Linked DNA regions of Mus musculus: region 2 is linked to region 1. A link is a contact called in public Hi-C data. All regions are on one chromosome and are shown on one strand. The core of a region is the stretch at or near the end of the contact, and the rest is flanking DNA. Distances in the headings are between cores, read along the strand shown.

The links. Hi-C and Micro-C count contacts between places; a contact is called where the count stands out from the background.
Region 2: a contact with region 1 is called in a Hi-C map of liver, with 1.8 times the contacts expected there. The contact joins two enhancer-like sites. A contact is called at or near these places in 1 of 484 Hi-C or Micro-C datasets (liver) and 1 of 9 other capture datasets (adipose tissue).

What each region holds. Positions count from the first base shown.
Region 1 is chr6:142,736,061-142,742,081 of GRCm38.p6, forward strand. No RefSeq gene overlaps it. Among named protein-coding and RNA genes, the nearest start is that of Cmas, 18 kb to the right of the region's middle. Within about 2 kb of position 2,396, at least 3 of the 459 cell types and tissues checked have an H3K27ac peak or open chromatin away from gene starts, as enhancers often do. A contact at or near this core is called in liver, where this site is marked.
Region 2 is chr6:142,883,329-142,889,349 of GRCm38.p6, forward strand. The region is part of intron 2 of St8sia1 (ST8 alpha-N-acetyl-neuraminide alpha-2,8-sialyltransferase 1); the gene reads right to left. Among named protein-coding and RNA genes, the nearest start is that of Gm7457, 72 kb to the left of the region's middle. Within about 2 kb of position 2,658, at least 54 of the 459 cell types and tissues checked have an H3K27ac peak or open chromatin away from gene starts, as enhancers often do. A contact at or near this core is called in liver, where this site is marked.

The DNA.
Region 1 (6,021 bases), core at 1,146-3,645:
TTTACGGTGTACAAACACCAGCTAAAACATATACAAATGCAAAAGCTAACATATGTAGTTAAGGCATCAAATTCTGATTACCAATTGATGCAATTGTGTGTGCTGTGCGTGTGTATGTGTGTGTATATGTGTGTATGTGATAATCGATTTCCACAAAAGCCTGCAAAGGATCACAATTTTACTTGGTAAAATATTCAAACTATTTCTCCAACCTCTTCATTAAATGATTATATTCACAATGCTACTATAGACTTACACCTGTGTATATATTTAAATGAAAAGAAAAATATGCATAACCCCATCACTTATTTAGGAAAAGTGAGAAAACAGAATATATGAGCATATATATATAGGAGTGTGTGTATATGTGTGTGTACATATGAATAAGTGTGTGCACATGTACGTGTGCATATGTGTGTATATGTGTTTATGTGTGTATATAAGTATGTGTGCACATGTGCATGGGCATGTGTGTGTGTGGTGTGCGTGTGTGTATGTGTGCATATATGTTTGTATGTGTGTATGTATGGGTATGTGTGTATGTGCATGTTTAGATGTGTATATAAGTGTGTGTGCATGTTTGTGTGTGTGTGTGTGTGTGTGTGTGTGTGTGAGCATACATGTGTACTGAGTACTATCCTACAGGAAGCAGAAGAGACTAAGTGGAGGAAGCAGAACCAGCAACAAAACTCTCACTATGTCTTTCGAGGCATGGGGTATAGTGCAGTTGGTAGAGTGCTTCCTTAGCACGCATAAAGCCCTGCACCCCATACACTGAACAGGATGGTAACATGCCTATAAGCCTATATTGCTTAGATTTGATCTCAGAGTTTGGGATAAAGATACAGGAGGATCAGGAGTTAAGTCATCTTTGTAGATATATATGTATATATGGCAAGTTTGAGGCTAACCTGGGCTACATGAGGCTCTGCCTCAAAAATAATATACATAAATTAATGAACCTGACCAGCTAGAGTCAGCCTCATAAATATAAATTTAGAGCACAATTCAGTGGAGGAAGAATTCGAGTTAATAAGGCTAGAGGACTAAAAGCCATGTGGAATGCTAGCGATGTAATAGCAGATTTACATAAAGCAGATCTGGCAAAACGTAAAGATTGAAGGTGCTCAACAAGGAGAGTTGTGTAGGGCTCGGTGGGGTCTCATCCCATTGACTAAGAAAACTAAGTAAAACTGATCCAAAAAGCATACTTTGAGAATGAATTCCCAGTACAATTTATTTAATTATAAATCCATATGACTTGTTATTTATATATACAAAAAATTACGTTTAATTTGACCTTAAAACATTCTGAGAAATTTACTAGTCAACTCTTGTGAGCTGGCTCTAGCCAGCCCTGAAGGGAAAGAGTCCAGAGCACAGGAGATTCCTCCCCTCCCTCCCACTCTCTCTCCCTCCTTCAGCGTGGACTTCCCAGCCTTCCAGCCATGCACGTTATCAAGGAGGGACCCAAAGTGCCAGATACGCTTTCATTCTGCTGAGCTTCTCACTGCAGCTCCCAACTGCACACAGCATGCTGGACGGCAGTGACAATCACAATGACAATAGCAATGAGCTCAACTGCAGTCACCAGACTCTAAGGGCACACTATCTGCTGGCCACTTGTGACTTCCATTAAGCTTTGTTAACTTTGACATCTCAAATTACTCAGCTAGGAGAGCCACAGAATGGGGTTTGAATCCAGGTCTATCTTCAGCACAAATATTTTTCAACCGAAGTGAAAGGCAACTGAGGATCAAGGTCCTTTCTGTGTGTCAGGAATTATTTCATGTAGGGGACCGGAGTGATGGCTCAGCGGTTAAGAGCACCAGCTGCCCTTGCAGAGCACCCAAGTTATGTCCCCAGAACCCATGGTGGGTGGCTCACAACTGCCTATAACTCCAGCTTGAAGAGATCCAATGCTTTCTTCTGCCTTCTGCAGGCACCTGCCTTCATGAACACATAATTTAACATAAAATAAATATTCTTAAAATTATCTCATCTTAGCAGAGTTCATCATGATGCTAGGCCAGGTGCCTGAAGGACTGGCTTATGTGAAGCTAAGGCCTTAGCTAGTTAATCATAGTGAGTCTAGGATTAAGGTAGACAAGTCAGGCTCAATTCTCACCCCATACATGACAAAAGAAACTTCCACATCAAGCCAATGAACCTCTAATTCAAATCACACACACACACACACACACACACACACACACACACACACACACACACAAAAGCCTTTTGTCACAGCCTTTTGCCCAATTCCTACATTTGTGCCAGTTTACAAAATCAAAAACTTTGGAATGAGACCGAAAACCTTTGTTCTCAGTCAAACATTTTGTGTGGTTAATATTTCTCCCAGCCTTTCCCTAGAGGGATCTCTAGCTTCTAACCAGGGTATCTTTACACAAGACAAAATCAATTGCTCAGAGCTATGGGAGACTTCCAGAGGCTGCGTATGAAATGACAATGGCTGTAGGTGACCATAAGTGCTGCTCACTAGAGTAGAGGCTTATAGAGGCCAGGGACCACTCTATGTCCATACCACAGATCCCTGAACAGAACTTGTGTGATTTTCACAGTTCCAGAACATATAGTCGGATTTAGCACTCTTAGCAGTAGGTGTAATGTCAACAAGCATTCCTTGATCCATGACATTGGAACGCTGGTGGTGGGAAAAGCCAAACGTGCCCGCCAGAGCCCCTTTCATTTAAGAGCAATGGCGACCTGAGTCAAGGCTGCATTCCTGGAGAACTGCCAAGGTTAGTGTGACACCAAAACCATGAAACATGCAAGAGGGGTCAAAGGGCTCTGGCAGGACAGAGCATAGCAAGCTTGGTGCCCACCAACAGGTTTTGCCTTTCTCTCTGCCCCCCTGGCTAAACCACAGATTACATGCCCTATGCGATCCACCAAGGTGTAGTCCCTTATATGGCCACTTCCTCCTCCTGAGGTTGACTACCAAGGTCCAAATGTCAAAGTATTGATGTCTGGCAACCAGAAGCCCCCTTTTGGCTGCCATAATTAACATGCCACAGAAGCTGACATAGGAGGTCACAGTTTCAGAGGAAAGAATGCTCTCAGCCAGAGACACAACAATGACTCCACTGATTGTCACCTCTCCACGCTGCACTCCTCAGGCAAAGACTGAAGTATGGTGTCAGCTTTTGTGCCTGGTCCTGTTTCTCAAAGGGAAACTAAGCAACTACGCCACAATAAAATCAGAGTCTCTCTAGAATGCAGACGATCTATGGGAGCATTTCAGTGCCTTGATGTTAAGGTCAATGGGGAAAAAAACCACAAGATTCAGACAAATCCTTCAGGAGTCAATGCTTGGGTCATCCTATCCTATACTGAGGTGCCTAGTAGAGAAGAAAAAAAAAAAGACTATAAATTGAGTGATATAGGAAGGTAGTGATAAACACTAGCTAAGACATGTGAGCAGTTATTGGACAATAACCTGGAATTGTGTAGGTCTTCTAATGTTGTGATATAATCAAGACGCTTTGACTTTATTAGTACCACATTAACTATTCCCCCTCCTATTTAAGTTACAAGATGTTGGCGGAAGAGTGACCCCCCGAAATCCTTCCAAATGAGGAGGGATGTGGCCTCCTCATTTATTTGCGCACGTAGTGGTCGCGATGCCTAGATGGAGCCGTGGCTTCCCTGTTACCCTGGTCTGAAGATTAAGTGTGAACTAGCAGAAGGTGTGTGGGGCGAGTTTCATAAAGAAAAGCCAAGGAAGCGAGTTTCATAAAGAAAAACTGACAACTTCTGGAACATTTGCAGTGAGGCCTGCGATAAATTTTCCAAAGACAGCGTGAGAATGGAAGTCAGTAATATGAAGATATAAAATTTCACAAATATGTATCACGCAGCATATTCCTGTAACATTTTAATTCTGTGAGTCAACTCCTTAAGATAATCAGGCCTTTGCTGTTGTTAGACCATTATCGGTTTTCCTGCTCACTTTAAAGGCTTTCCTTCTGTAAGAATGCATACAACTGTTGTCTTTAGGTGAAGTGGAAACTTAAGGCTTCTTTGGGAAGTTGGTTGGATGGTGTTTTACTGGGGCGAACACGTGAAGGGACATTTCATTGCAGTGGGCACAGGTGTGAAAGGCTGAGGCAGACTCATGAAGGAGTGTTTCGCTGAAGCAGACACAGGAAGAGAGGATGTTCTGCTAAAGCAAGCATGTGAAAGGACGTGATGAGGGATTCTTTGCTAACAACACACATGCATTGGTCCGCCTTACATTGTGTAGTTGAGCTGCATCTGTCGGGGATGCCATAGAGAGAAATGCAGCAAAACATTTCTGGTGATGTGCTGCAGTTTGTTATCGCTCCCAAGAACTTAGGCTGATTGGATGCTCGTGCTGAGGCAAGGCACGTGGAGAACACGTAATGTTTGGAGGGTATAAATAAGACTTGACAGAGCGATGGAGACAGAGCTTGACTTGCTGCTACAGCTACCTGTGCAATGCTTGGGGGTCTGCATCTTTACTTTCCTGAGAGGCACAGCCAAGAGCTTCTCCGGGTGTCCCTTTTGGTCCCTCCTGATGAGGAGGCTGAGGCCTGGCTGTCTCTGCTAGGTCATGTCACCACTGTCCCTAACCTGACTCTACCGAACTGGACTGCTGGTGTATCCGTGTGGTGTTTGCTCGTTGATTGAGCTGCTGCTGCCTGCCGACCTGTGTATTGAACTGCCAATTTCCAGACAACACAGAGGGGAGTTGCTCCAAAGAACCTTTCTTAACAGGTCCACTTCCCCTCCCCACCCTGTATCCTTTCTTTTCCACTATCTCTAGTGGGAGGTGGGCTACAAGAAAGGTTAAAGTGTTTAGGAACCATCATTAAAAATAGGATTTGAAAAATAAAAATTGAGTTTAGGAAATCACTGAGTCCCACTGTCAGCTACTTTGCGGTACAAGGAATTGACCCACAGCCTTGTGTATACTGGGAAAGAACTGAGCCCCTGGGCTGCCCCCAAATGTTCTCTTTGCACCATTGATTTTCTTCTTATGAATTGTAAGGGCTTCCAAAAGTGAAAAAAAAACAATATTAACCAACCAATATTAATATAATAATAGTAGGCTATCATTTAAAGAAATACAGTCTCAAAAAACCAAAAAAAGGAATACAATTCTACATCTAAACACATTTAAGTAAGCTTATTATAAATAAAAATTATTCAAATAAAATTAAAATTCATTTTTAATATGTTACTTGACATTTTAAATGACTTTATATCTATTTGTTAATTGGATTCTGAATGCTGTCTGGTTTTGATGGTTTGCACATCTTAAGAAGAGAGCTGAAGTGGTTTGCATTTAACAATAAGCAAACACTTCTGATTGCTTCTTCTCTCTTTGCTAATTATCATGTTCATTTGATAGCTGTCACTTAAAACTTATGATCTGGCTATAGGACTGCATTCTTATTTAAACCCACAAATGTGTTTCTCCACATTTGCAGTCTCTTCCCAGGGATGTAATTTTTACCCGGTTTTATTTTGTGTCCTGTAAGGTTAAACCAGCAAAGACAGTGTGAGAATGTATGGCTTCTCCGAGGCCCTGGGGGTGGGGGAGGAAACACAGCCGCTCACCCGGCCCAGGACCAGAGCTTGTCCTCACTGCACTTAAGTGGACTCTTACATGTGTTCAGTCTGCTTCTTAGTGACTTCCAGCTCCCTGCGGCTGTGCACAGTAGATGTGCACTTGAGGCTTTAATTTCTTCAGGTTTATGTTTTTCTGTGATCTATCTTCACGGATATTCCATGAAGCCTTGAGAAAGAAGTTTTATTCCCCTCCCAAGGAAAGGAAGTGCCCTCCCTGTCTGCTGGAACCATTTGGTCTAAAGCACAGTGGGGTGTTCAGGGTCTCCTGATTTCCTGATTGTCTGCAGGTGATGAATGTATTGTGGAGAACAGGGCGGAGTTCCCCATCCATCCCCTTTCTATCTTTTGGGTTCTGTAGTTGTCACTTGGCTCTACTGTGTCAGGTGGATATCATATGCAGCG
Region 2 (6,021 bases), core at 1,408-3,907, 150 kb after region 1:
GCATTATGTTTTCTACAAAGCAGGCAAACTTTGGAAATTGAATGAAGTGAATATTTATATGCTGTTACTTGTGTATATGTGTGTGTATTTGTGTATGTGTATATGTATGTGTATGTGTGTATGTGTATATGTATGTGTATGTGTGCCTGTATGTGTGTCTATATGTATGCTTGTGTGTCTGTATGTCTGTGTGTGAGCATGCATGTGTGTCTGTATGTGTGTGTTTGTATGTGTACATATGTGTGTCTATGTATATGTGTGTTGCATGTATGTGTATGTACATATGTGTGTGCATGTGTCTATATGTGCGTGTATATGTCTATGTGTGCTTGTGTGTCTGTCTATGTGTAAGTGTGCGTGTATGTGTGTATGTGTGTGTATGTCTGTGTGCATGTGTGTGTACATGTGTGTGTATGTGTGTCTGTATGTGTGTGTGTGTGTGGTATGTGCGTTTACATGTGCTTGCACATTTGAATATGTCTGCTGTCCAGAGAGCTCTAAGGAATCCTCCTGCCTCTATTTCCCTGGTACTGGAATTACAAGGAAATAGTACACCCAGCCTTTAGGTGGGTGCTGGGGAGTGAACTCAGGACCTCGTTCTTGCATGCCCATCATTAATACTTTGTCCATTAAAATGTGTTGCTCAAACAACTGAAAGAAGTAACCCTTTGAAATTTTGCATATTCAACTTCATCTGTAAGCTCAGGACACAACCCATGCGGTTTGATTCCATGCGACCATTCAGAAGACTTTTGGAAAATCTCACAGTCAATGACAAGTTAATTACTTAGTGCTGTCGTTTCTGTCTCCCAAATGGCAAAGCAATGACTGCACTGGATCTTATACCGTGCCTGTGTGTGGCCACATTTCAAAAGTCATCAAAATGGCTAAAGTTATTATTTTCCTTGTGGTGGAAGGAAATATGAAGAGCACGGAACATTTCAAAAGCAGCAGGAAGTTTTCCCCACAGCAGAGCTGAGAGCAGGAAGGAGCAGCTCACCCACCGCAGCTAGCCCCGCCCACCGCAGCTAGCCCTGCCCCATCACAGCTAGCCCTGCCCATCGCAGCTAGCCCCGCCCATCGCAGCTAGCCCTGGGCTTGCACTGCCTTCATTGGAAGAAGCATTAAGGGGTTCTTCAAGGATATGGAGGGGTACATCTTCCTGTTAATGCAGCAGGTCTCAAACTGTGGGTTGCGGCCCCTTTAGCAAACCTCTGCCTCCAAAAATAGTTACATTTCAGTAGCAAAATTACAGTTATGAAACAGCAAAAGAAAAAATTTTATGGTTGGGGGTCACCACAACATGAGGAGCTGTCTTAAAGGGTCACAGAGATAGAAAGGATGAGGACCACGGTGTTAGTGAATGTCGCCCCTAAACCTCACCAGCCTGCACCCGACTCCCAGCTTCAGTGGCTCCTCCCACTCTCTCGAAGCATAAACCCTTGGGCTTCTAATTTGTGTGGGCCCCACTCCATAAAAACTGAGGACTGAGGCGTCATGTTAGAGACAATGTGGTCAACAGGCACTGCTTTAGTTTTGTATGAACCAACAGTACCTAGGCACCATAGGCTAGAAATGGAGTTGGTTTCTGCTTGGTTCTGTCTTCAAATCATTTCAACATCTACTGCCTCAGAGGCCCTTGAGTAGCAGCTCACCACACACACACACACACACACACACACACACACACACACACACATGAGAGAGAGAGAGAGAGAGAGAGAGAGAGAGAGAGAGAGACAGCTACTGATTATATACAAATGGCCTGTAGTTCCTCCTTTAACAAATAATCAGTGACATCCTAATTCCTCCAAAGAAGGCCTGGTGTAAGACAATCACTCTCAAGATACAAGTCCCACCACGTTTCCTGACACAGATCTTCCTTCACCAAGGTACCCAGAACCCGACACCAGCATCTTTTGTGCCCACATGGCCTAGGCAGGTGCCCAGCATCCCCGTGCCCCATCTCCTGTTTTCCTTACCCCACTCTCTACCCACAGGATTGTTTTTTTGTTTTGTTTTGTTTTGTTTTGTGTTTTGTTGTTGTTGTTGTTGTTGTTGTTGTTGTTGTTTTTCCTTCAGATCTGCAGGTACTGTGCCAAACAGGATACACTCACAAGCTCAAGGAGCACTTGACAATGCGAGCAGATTAGACGCAAGTTAGAATTCATTTATGTTCAATGAGTCATGAGAGCTGTGTGTCAGAGCTGTGTGCATGGGCTTGTAAATCTATATGGAGTCAGATGACATCATTTCCTCGGCACTGCAGAGAGCTTAGGGTGTTCTGTCTGTTATTTTGTCTCAATCTGGAAGCCTCTGTTGATGTTTCCAAACAAGATACTTCATGGACATCACCCGCTCCACACAACAAAACCATCATCAACGTATAGGCGGGAGGACACAGCTGACCGCAGACTGGGTGCCTGTCCCTGATTTCCTGTTTTCTCGCTTATTTCTAGAAGCAACTTTGCCACCAAAAGGGACACAACAAGACTCTTCCTCCCGTTCCCCCATAATCAAGAACTGTGGACATCAAGTGACATTCAACTAAGGACATTTACCAATGACCAATGTTTGTTGTCAAGCCACCAGCTACTGGGCACTGTGCAAGCAGCTAGGTCAAAAGTTCCTGACCTCTGGCTGGCTGTTTGTTCTGTTAAAAGGTCACATGAATCAAGAGTTCCATTTTGTCTTCGGCTATAAACAGCGTATAATTAGTCAGTAGCACAGTGGATTGCCAAACTGTTAGCCCAGTATCACAGGTTAGAGACTTGAACTAACAGTACCAAGATCTATTAGTTAGATACTAACTAAATATGGGCATCAAGAAAAGAAAGCAATAATGATGGCCTTGTGTGCAGCTATTTTATCTATTAAACAACAAAGAAACAAAGCCTCAGATGTATCGCTTTGGGAAGAATTCTCCCTGTATTTCCCCAGCGCTCTGAACAGCACTAAAGGGAGTGAAGTTGACTCCTGAACATCCTTTATTCTAGGAAGTTTTCCCAAACATCACCGGGAGCTCCCCTGATAAGTGTCGAAGCACTTAACTCAGGGAGCCTCTAAATCTCCCACCGACAATCCTATGTCAACTTACTTCATTCTGCCTTATAGACACCTTCTCTACCTTCTTCATGATGTGACCTCCAGAAACTGTGCTCATCAGCCACGATAGTTATGACACATGTTTCTGGTACCTGGGCTGGCTAGATTTATGTCAACTGGACACAGGCTAGAGTCATCTGACAGGAGGGAACCTTAACTGAGTAATATATCCATAAGATCAGGCTGTAGCCAAGCTTGTGGCCCAGCCTATTGACTGGAGGTGATGCCACCCCTGGTCCTGGATGCTACAAGAAATTGGGATGAACCAATGATGGTCAAGCCAGTAAGCAACATTCTTCCATTGTCTTTGCTTCAGTTCCTACTCCAGGATCCTGCTTGAGTCCCTAAGCTGACTTTTCTCAGTGATGGATTGTGACCTGAGAGTCATGAGCTGAAATAAACTCCTTTCTTGTCAAGTTCCTCTTGGTCAGTGTCTTACCTCAGTAACATAAAAGTATTAACACAGCCTCACTTTCACACTGTTGAAAGGACCTCTGGGTAGAGCTTAGAAGTTGGAACTATCCCATAATATTCTTGTATAAAACCAATCTGATATTTCCCAAACTCTCACACACATCATTGTCAATTGGACTAGAGTTAATATCTTCATTGGGTAACAGGGCAAAACACTACAGAGGTTCCTCCATCTTCAATTCTTACTGAGGCCATTTCTGGTTCACGTAGAACTCAATCTCTTTGATGGAGAATCCCACGGAAAACCATCCAACTCTGTTCTAGGCATCCAATGTTAGGCTGTCCTAGATAACTTAGTTTCGCTTCTGTTAAATTCTTGTCTATGTGGAACTGGCTCCAGCTTCTGTTAAAACTGCTTGCTTCAAGCTGAAGTTGTCCTGCAGTTGCTCACCAAGATGCCCAGATGTGGTTTCTGCCTTTAAAGACCCTGCATTCTGGACATTTGGGGCCATATCTAGGTCCCCAAAAACTTGAGTGTGGTCCTAGCTAGCTGGAATAAGGGCTATCAGTTGCCCTCTCCCTCTCCCTCTCCCCCTCCCCCTCCTCCCCCTCCCCCTCCCCCTCCCTCTCCCTCTCTCTCTCTCTCCTGTGTGTGTGGAGTGTGGTATGGTGTGGTGTACCAGAAAGGCTGCAGTTGAAGGGAAGACCCACTTCCTCAGGATGCACATTTCTATCTATGGTCTCTAACTAAAAAGGGAGGGGGTTGGAAGAGTAGAGGTTTTCATCTCTCTCTCGGCTTCCTGTCTATTCCTGTGACTAACTGCCTCACACTCCTGCCTCAGTGGTTTGCCTCCATGATAGCTACTCTCTCAAACTACAAATCCTTATAACACTGCATTTTACCTGGTCTCATATCAGGTATTTGGTCACAGGAATAGAAAGAGTAAACAATACTCAGCCCCAGAACATCCCCTGACCAATCTCACTCTCGAAATGGGACTAATATTTATATCCTGTCCAGACCTGCACAAATACAAGGACCTGAGTTCAATTTCCAACCACTCACAGAAGCTGAACATGGCTGTATGTGTCTGTGCATACATGGGAGTCACAGACAGTTGCATCTTGAAAGCTTGCTGGCCAGGCTAGCCAAGCCAGGAAAATGGCAAGCCTTGGGTTCAGTAAGAGACCATCTCAAGGCAAAGAAGCAGAAAGTCATGAAAGAAGGCACTGGGTATGCTGTTCTAATAGCCACATGGGGATGCATGGGTTCCATAACCTCCTATGCGCACACCACGGTGTCCAGCACACAAAGCATTGGATCTGAGATTGACTCCACACGCATGTACATTCACACAAACATGTGCACGCACAGCCATGCACAACATGCTGGCCTATGCTTCAAATGGGGTTTCAACGCAGTAGCAGCCAGACCAAGTCCGTCTGGAAGACAGATGTGGCTTGCATGTGGTTCTCTACAACTCAGGCAAGACTACAGCCGACTCAGCTACTCAAAGTGCAGTAGTCATAGGCAAGGCAAACCTAAAGTATTCAGAAAAAGACAGGAACACACACAGGTTCTAGGGAACTTCCTGCCTATGGATGAGAAATTCCCCTTCTTCTCCCAGAGTTCATTAGAAGACAGCTTGATAAGAGCACACCCAGGATTCTACATGACAAAGAAAAGTTCCAAAGGGATTCTAAAGAGCTCCTGTGATTTCTACTGAGAAAACAGGCAGACTCCCCTGTCACTCCCTGCGGCTCCCTGGCCCTGTGCTGCAGGCTTCTTATGCTTTCTAAACCAAACTAGACTCATTTTACCAATCCTTCGCGTTCTGCCTTGATGGATTAAGGTATGATGAGTCTCTTTCCGTCTTATAATACCTGCGTGTTATTAAACTGCAACGGTGGGTGATTCAGAGTTTAATCAGGTCCTTACTGTCGAATGGTGTCTGTCATTTTTGCACACCTTTGAATGATGGTGGTGCACACACCCATCTATCATCCTGGCCCTTTGGTGGTTGAGGCAGAAGGATCCTAAGTTCCACTGACAACAAAAAATTTTTGAATTGGAATTGTTTATAGTTGTGGCAGTGGCTATCAACCAAGTCTATTCTCTCTTTGATATGGATAATAAAGACCAGATGATTTTACAGAAATCTCCAGACACCCTTTTAGGTAATTTTTAGATATCTTTTACATAATTTTACTAACCCAGTCCACATAGTATCTTTCCTACTACCCCATGACCTTGAACACTGATCCAGTCATTTCCCTAAGAGACACCCGTAGATGTGGTTGGGTAGTGAGGAAGTGTTCTAGAAAAGTCTCTTCACAGAGAAGACTGCATTGCTGCCACAACTTCCTCATCAGGCTCTCCTGGGTCACATTGGTAAAGTATGCATCTATTTCTACATGAAAGATTCAACAAGCTATCCCAGATCTCATTACATTATAATGGAAGAGACTTCGTTACAGTATAATCGTTTTGCAGGACATTCA